Regions from separate parts of the Ovis aries genome. Here region 2 is linked to region 1. Evidence: chromatin contacts called from public Hi-C data. All regions are on one chromosome and are shown on one strand. Each heading gives the region's core, a stretch centred on a gene start, on an enhancer-like site or on the middle of the called end of the contact. The rest is flanking DNA. Distances are from core to core; before and after follow the strand shown.

Region 1 (3,882 bases), core at 975-3,474:
AAGTTGAAATTAAGAGTGGATGAGTTCTGGGATGAAGTGGTTGACAGGGGAAAAGCTGTTGATTGAAAACTACATTTTGAAAAGAGGTGCTTGCAGTGATGGGCTTCCCAGATGGCTCAGTGGTGAAGCATCCGCCTGACAATGCAGGAGACGTGGGTTCGATCCCTGGATGGGGAAGATCCCCTGGAGAAGGAAATGGCAACCTACTCTCTTATTCTTGCCTGGGAGATCCCATGGACAGAGGAGCCTGCTGGTCTACAGTCCAGGGATTGCAAAAGAGTTGGACGCGACTTAGTAACTAAACAACTTGCAGTAATAGGAGATGGGATGAAAAGAGCAATCAAGAAAAGAAGTCAGTAATCTGAGAAACAGGAAAAGAATCAGGATAAATCTTATTGGGAACTCACCTTCGTTTTTTTTTAATGGCCTTTTTAAAAAATTTAATTAATTAATTTTTTGGCTGCACTACAAGCCACGTGGGATCTAAGTTCCCAGAGCAGGGATCAAACCCCAGCCCCTGCATTGGAAACGTAGAGTCTTACCACTGGGCTACCTGGGGAGTCCCTCACCTTCATTGTTTTTCTCTACAGATGATATTGTATTTACTGGATGTTTTCCAGGTAGCTGCCATGTTCTTCTTTGGTGTAATACCTCAGAAAATTTTGTTGTGTGTATTTTAAAGTTGGAGTTAGTTTTATTCCTGAAGTTGACTATTACACTTGAAAAAAGGTCTTGGAAAAGTAGTTTTGGTGTCATGTGCTATGTTCCTTTTTTGTGTAGTTTCATAAAATCTTTTCATTTTGTTTTAATATTTGCGGGTCCAACACAAGAAAAAAAAAGCCAGCTTATTATTGACTAGATACAAGTCCAGATACCTTGTGCATTTTAAGTGATCATTTTAAAAATGTTTCTTGGCTTTGGAAACTCAGCTAATAACAAATGATAAGAATGAGGTGTTTTTTAAAATTTTTTTGGAAGAACATAGTGTGAATTTAGAGTGTACTGTTGTGGTGCTTGTCAGGATGGAGCCTAGTCACAGGAAATAATCTAGAGTCAAAGCCAGGGCCCTGTGACTTCACCAGAGTCAGTAGGTGAAATGGTTCAAATGCAGGCTCAGGAGTCATTCTGCCTGGTTCCACTGCACATGAGCAGTATTATGCCCCTGAATTTCACCATCTGGACATGCTAATAATAGTTCGTATATCAGGGTAATTAAGAGGATCCATCCTGGAACTTACATTCTAGTAATGAGAGACTGGAAATTTTCAGATAAATAGGTGTGCCAGGTGGTAAGTAGAGGAAAATGACGGTAGGATTGATTGTCGTCGTTTCTTGCTCTTTTATATTGGGTAATAGGGAGGGTCTGCCTGATAAGAAAGTGTTTGAACAGAGACCTGCTGGAAGTGAGGAAGCAAACCAGAGACCAGTGAGGAAGCTGATTTGGGACAAGAGTTTCAGGTGGAGGGGACAGCAAGTGCAGAAACCCTGAGGAGTGGCGTATTGAAGGTACAGCAAGGGGGCCAGAGTCACGCAGGCAGAGTGAGAGGAGGAGCAACAGGAAATAATTTCAGAGATAGCCACCGGCCAGCATGGGGTTTTCCCCCTTAATTCTTACTATTTTTAGAAATCTTGATTGCCGTTTAGCTGCTTGACAGTGCTGTGTTAGTTTCTGCTGTGCAGCAAAGTTAATCAGCTGCGCATATGCACGTGCCCCCCCTTTTCACATCTCCTTCCCATTTAGGTCACCACAGAGTGCTGAGTAGAGTTCCCTGTGCCATGCAGTAGGTTCTCATTAATTACCTGTCTTATAGGTAGCATCGATAGTGTACATGAAGAGTTTCAAGCATAAGAAGGATTTGGCTCTATTCTGTGTGAGATGGGAAGCCGTGGGGAGTATTACCAGAGTTCATTTTCTAAGTCAGTCTGATTGTCACTTCTTTTCTTAAAAATGCTTCAGTTCTCTAGTTGCTTTGGAATAAAAGTTCAAATGCTTGCTTCTGGCACACAAGGTCCTTCACAGTCAGGCCTCTGCCCATTTAGCATCATCTGCTTCCTTCCCAAAAGTACCCTCCACGTTAGCCAAATTGGGTTACGTGCAGTTCGCTGCATGGGTCGCAGTGCTTTGTGTCTCCGTGCTCTTCTGCACGCCGACTGTCCTGGGAGACGCTCTCACCCTCAGCTCACGTGGTTGTGGCTCTGTTTCAGAGGGACCTCTCTGTGCTCCCAGAGCACCCTGTGCCTTGTTCTCCCACCGTCCCCTCCCCGGCCACTTTGGACTCTAGTCGCAGAGTCTTGCAGTGTGCTGTGTTCTTTTACCAGCCTTGATTTGATTTCACTCTTGCCACACCCTTGCCAGTTGAAATTTTGCCCATCCTTCAAGAATCAGCTGAAACACTGCCATCTTTTCTCCCCTTTATAAACCTGCCCTCATAAATACTTTGTAGCTTTGTTATACTTAATCATAATTATCCTGAGTTAAAATGCTTCTCTGACTTACCTCACACAGAATCCTCTGCTTGACTCATTTTTAGTTTCTGTTTAGCCCCCAGTATAGTGTCTTGCACAGATTTCACATTAAGTAGATGCTCAGGGTATGTAGGATTTTTATGATAATTAGAAAAACTGTTGGGTTTCAAAAGCAGCACAAATGAACAGTTACAGTGAGATGCCTATTAAGAAAACAAATTTATTATAAGATAATATTGATGATGGCGTGGTTACTCTGATTCTCTCATAGAGTTACTACTGCCAAAAATTAGTGCACCCCTTTTGATATGTGTAGTTTGGCAGGATGTATTCAGACATAAATGTCCATGGGTTTTTTTTTGAGTTGATGATACCCCTTCTGGAAATCATCTTTAGAAAATAATGCAGACTAGAATAACAATTACAATAGCTACCTCTACCACTAATGTTGAAAGTTTGCTGTGTGACAGGCACCATGTAAAGCCCTTTACACACATTACTTTATTTCTCAGAATCCAAAGAGGTATTGATGCTAGTAATCTCACGTCACGTATGGGGAAATTGAGGCACAAAGAAATTAACTGACTTGCTGCTCTGTTGTCAAGCCAAGATTCCTACAAACAGAATTCATACCCCTAATTTTATGTGATAAAGCCTAGGCACAAAACTGTTCACAGCAGTTTTACATAGAGTAGGTAAATTGGAAGCAATGGATGTAATTAATTATGGTTCATCCACTCAATAGATTAAACTTCTAATAGCTTTATTGAAGTAAAATTCACATAACATAATATTTATCCCTTTAAAGTCTACAAGTCAGTGGTTTCTGGTATATTCACAGTTACACAACTATTACCATTACCCCACTTCAGAACACTTTATCATCCTCAAATCTCATACCCATTAGCAATCACCCCCTTTTCCTGATTACCCGATAAAATCGCCAGTCTGTTTTCTGTCTGTATAGATTTGCCTATTCTGGACATTTTGTATAAATGGAATTGTATAAGATACGGCATTTTGTGCTTGGCCTTCATTTAGCATAATATTTCAGGGTTCATCCATGTTGTAGCATGTTACAGTACTGCATTGCTTTTCATCACTGAATAATATTCTAATGTATCGATACATGACTTTTATCTATCTCATGGACATTTCTGACTAATGTCTAATGGACATATCCGACTAATGGACATTTGGAGTGTCTCTACTCCTTAGCTTTTATGAATATTCATGTCCAGGTTTTTGTGTGGACATATTTTCATTTTTCTTGGAACTGTTGATCAAATGATAACTGAATTTTAGAGGAACTCCCAGACTCTTTTCCACAGCAGCTGCATCCTGTTACGTTTCTTCTAGCAGTGCATGAGTGTACTCCACCTTCTCTACATGTCTGATGATACTTGCTGGTATCGG
Region 2 (3,882 bases), core at 719-3,218, 50 kb before region 1:
GGGGTAGCGGGGGTGGGAACCTTGCAGACACCCCAGGAGACTGGGGTGTAGGAAAGGTCCCCACCCCCCAGGAAGAGTCCTGGTGTGGGCAGACATCTGAGCTCCCGCCCTGCAGCTGTCATCCTCACAATGGCCCCACCAGACCCCAGGGGACAGCAGGCCCAGAGGAGGAAGGAGAAGCCTTGTGGCTGGGTGGCAGGATTCGTGGGTCTTTGTTGTGGCTTGGGGTGGGAGCGTGGGTAAGGCAGAAAAGCGGGGTCTCAGGCTTCAAAGCACCTCCCCACCTGTTTCTTCCCTGCGGGGTAATCTTCAGGGGCCTAGTGGTTTTGAGGGGAGGGGACAGGAAGAGACTCTGAACTCTGGGTCAACCGAGGACAGAGATGGGGAAGACTTCCTTGCCCTGCAGCATCCATCCCATCTCTCCCAGCGTCTTCTGCTCCCCTCCAGCCTAGACCAAATTTCTACCTCCATCTGCAACTATAAGTTAACGACCCCCCACCATGCCAAGACCTCCAGAGGCCTCCCAGAGTGGTGGGAGAAGGGGACGATCAACTTGTCTGGCGGGCCACACCTGCCGGGCTGGGTGAGATGAATGCCCCTCCTGAGTGGGCAGAGCCCATTCAGGTCCGGCCGGGGGGCAGCGAAACGCTGGAATGCGGGGGCGAGAAGACAGAGGGCTGCGCGAACCGGCCACGTGGAGGTCCAGAGCAATAGGCAGGGGCAGGAGCCTCGAGCAGGCCGTAAGCTCGCTCCTCCCGCTCGAGGGAGCCTCCGAGAGAGTTGAGTTGTCGCTGACCGCAGGCTGCAAGAGCGGTTGATCTGGTGAGCGAGCACACCCACTTACCCAGCTGCTGAGTCAGGCTGTTCTCGCTCCCGGTTCGCCCGCCCGCCCGCTCGGGACATTGTGTTCCAGCCCCGGCGCGCTGGCACCCGGCCCAGGCGCTCACACCAGCCTCCTCGCCCTGTTTGTGCTCGCGGCTTGCGCTCGGCGCGCAACCTCCCCGCCGCCGCCGCGGTCCCGCGAGTGCACGCTGGGGCCGGGCCCGGCGCAGACACTGGGGACGGTCGGGGGCTGGTGCTCAACTCTAGCACCCAAGGGGGATCCCCCAGGGGTCCTTGAGGCTCTGCCCGATCTCCGGCCTTAGCAAACCCAGATCACTCCATCCCCCACCTGAGTCCCGGTTTGGATCCCTGGGCGAGTGGGGAGCCTGGGGCACCACAGTTGGTAAGGGGCGAGGGGCAGATATTGGTAGCTAAACTCGAGAGAAGGAGCCACCCAGGCGGCCGCTCAAGCCCCACGGGTGCTCAGTCCAGGAGTCTGGAGGAGGAGAGCAAGGAACGCGCCAGCCCCATACTTGCGAGACCTGGGATGCGGTCACGTGACAACGGAAGCCCGCTAGAGGGGCCAGTTCAAGCCATCTCCCCGGAGCCTCCCCCTGCCTCCGACCCCTTCCCTGATGGATCCTTTCTTCACACAAGCCTGGAGACTCCAGTGATTCCCAGGGGCTGGCAAACCAAGCCCAGCTTTCGGCTAGCTTGGGAACCCCCTGGCTGGACGCCAGGAGTAAGTAGGAAGAGCCTGGACACTAGCGGGTGGGAGTGGGCGGCGGGGTGAAAGAAGACGACCCCAAACCCGAGCCTGACCCCTCCCTTCGTCCAGCCCAAACCCGGGTGTATTCAGGGCCACGTCTTCTTACCCATCCTTCTGCAGAAAGAGGTCCCTGAGCGCTTGGCCTAGAGGTTCCTGGAACAAGGAAGGGACAAAGGATTTACATACCGAGCCCCTGCCGTATGTAAGGCCCATTCTCCAAGGTCTACCCACCTCTCAAGCTCCAGCTCATAAAGCCTGTTTGGAACAGTGCCAGCCAAATCTGATTCCTCTCTCCTCTGAAAGCCCAGCATACTCAGTCTGTACCTTTCTCAGGGCACAGCGTGTGGCCTGTCTCATATTCTAGTGATCTGTTTACTAATCCTGTTCTTCTAACCAGATTAGAAAGTCCTTGAGGCAGAAACAAAGTCTGCTGCTCTGAGCCTTCTCCCATGGCTTGAGCTCATCCCCCACAGGCCAAGCTTGGCACTGGAGTTGATGTTCAATAAATGTTCGGTGTATTGAAATGATTTCCTGCCCTTGGGCAGTTTGCAGGCCAGTTGAAGAGACAAACACATGGCATGTGAGGTTAAATAATAACCCAAGCCAGCAGGTGGTGAGTACCAAATGTGTGAGAGCTATAGGGAGTCGGTGAAGGAGATAGTGATAGGGGAGAAGGATCCCAGGAGGCTCTAGGCTTTGAGCTGTGTGTGTGGAGGAGGAGAGAGAAGGCGTGGAGGTGATTCAGCCTGGTTTACATCACCGCAGACCCGCCTGCACACTAGGCACTTCACCATGCATTATCTCTAATATTTAGGAGAGCAGGCTGGGTTTGGGAAGAGTGGAGGAGACCCAACCCAGATGTGCCTAGAGCCAACCAGAGCTCAGAGGTGGCCTTGGATCTGGGCTTCCCACCCTTGCTCCCCAGGCACTGCCTGTTCCTGGCCTGCCACTCCTACATACTACACCCAAGAGAGCTGCCCAGCACTGCCCAGCTCTGGATGCCCTCTGGTCCCTCCCTGGTGCACGACTGGCTGTGTGACCTTGGACCAGGCACTTCCTTCCCTACACCTCTCCGCCGTCTGTGCCTCCATTGCAGCACTTCCAGGCTGTGACTCTGTGAGTCAGTGTCCCAGGGATGCTTGCCACCTCCCCTGATGTGACCTGGGCTGCTGTGGCTCTCCCCTCCCCTACCCCCTACCCCCCTCGTTGCTCCTCCCTTCCAGTCTGGAGCTGCTGAGAGGAACACTGGGTACAGAGTGTGAGCTGGGATAGGAGGTTTCCTGTGGTTGCAAAAGGAACATCGGGACTTTCCCTGCTGTGGGAGAAGTGGGGGAGGAGGAGGCAGGGCCAACCTCGAAGGAACCTCTGCTCTCCTCCCTCCCCTCAGTGCTCCCAGCTCTGAAAAAGGCTGGTACAGTTTGTTACGCTGGGGCCGGAATGTACCGTGTGTTTCATATGGCCTCTGTCCAGTCCGACACTGGCTGCTTTATATTTATGCCTCCTTCTTCAGCCGTGGCATCCTGCTGCCTGTCACCCCTGCTCTCATCTGCCCACCTCCCACCTGGGCTCCCCCATTCACCAGGGGTTCTGCACTCTTCTGGGTGGTAAGGGTGGGGGCCTGAGCAAGCCCTGGAGGAAAGTTGGACTCTGGGAGGTTGAAGCTGTCAGTCCCCTTCTCCTTCCCATCAGCCAGCCCAAAACAGCCTCCAAGGCCATGGACACTCCAAGCTGGGTCTGAATTTCCTCTGGGCCTTTGAGGTGGACCCCCCTCTACCACTCCTTGCCACCCTTATTTTCCTGAGCGCTTCACCAGTGTGCTTGAGCCCAGCTAGAGAAGTGAACTGAAGACTCTATTTAAGTTGTCACCCCCTACCCCAAAACCTTGGCAGACTTGTTAATCTTTGATCCTCCAGGCATCAGTTACAGAACAAGGCAGAGGTGGGAGTGGGGGAGGGGGATTCTACCCCCACTCCCCCCACCCTAGCAGTCAAGCATACCTAATAGGAGCTGCAAAATGGAATTTGACACTTGGTGACAAAATGGTTTTTGAGTTGTGACCACTTTACTCTCCTCAAAGTGGGTTTGACATTCAGAGATCGATACATTTATGATCTAGCCTTCCTCCCCCAAGAGCACGTGATGTAATTATTCACAATAAGAACTAATGTCCACTGCTTCCTAGGGACCAAGCATTGGTTGGGTTCAGGGGTTTATATACACAAGCTCATTCACTCTTCACAGTGACTCTAGGAGGTGGGTGCTTCTGTACCCACCTTTGACAGTTAAGGAAA

The links. A called contact is a pair of places that touch in the nucleus more often than the background predicts.
Region 2: a contact with region 1 is called in a Hi-C map of mixed tissues, with 2.9 times the contacts expected there. The contact joins the promoter of ARMC12 here to the enhancer-like site in region 1. A contact is called at or near these places in 3 of 16 Hi-C or Micro-C datasets (mixed tissues and tail adipose tissue).

Annotation. Positions count from the first base shown.
Region 1 is chr20:9,798,608-9,802,489 of ARS-UI_Ramb_v3.0, reverse strand. The region is part of intron 2 of FKBP5 (FKBP prolyl isomerase 5); the gene reads left to right. Among named protein-coding and RNA genes, the nearest start is that of FKBP5, 21 kb to the left of the region's middle. Within about 2 kb of position 2,224, at least 3 of the 54 cell types and tissues checked have an H3K27ac peak or open chromatin away from gene starts, as enhancers often do.
Region 2 is chr20:9,848,598-9,852,479 of ARS-UI_Ramb_v3.0, reverse strand. ARMC12 (armadillo repeat containing 12) reads right to left here and starts at 1,968. Exons shown (of 9, transcript XM_060403597.1): 1 at 1,823-1,968; 2 at 1,698-1,744; 3 at 1-802. It overlaps LOC121817391 (a long non-coding RNA gene), which reads left to right and starts at 1,378. Exons shown (of 2, transcript XR_006057276.2): 1 at 1,378-1,564; 2 at 1,712-2,118.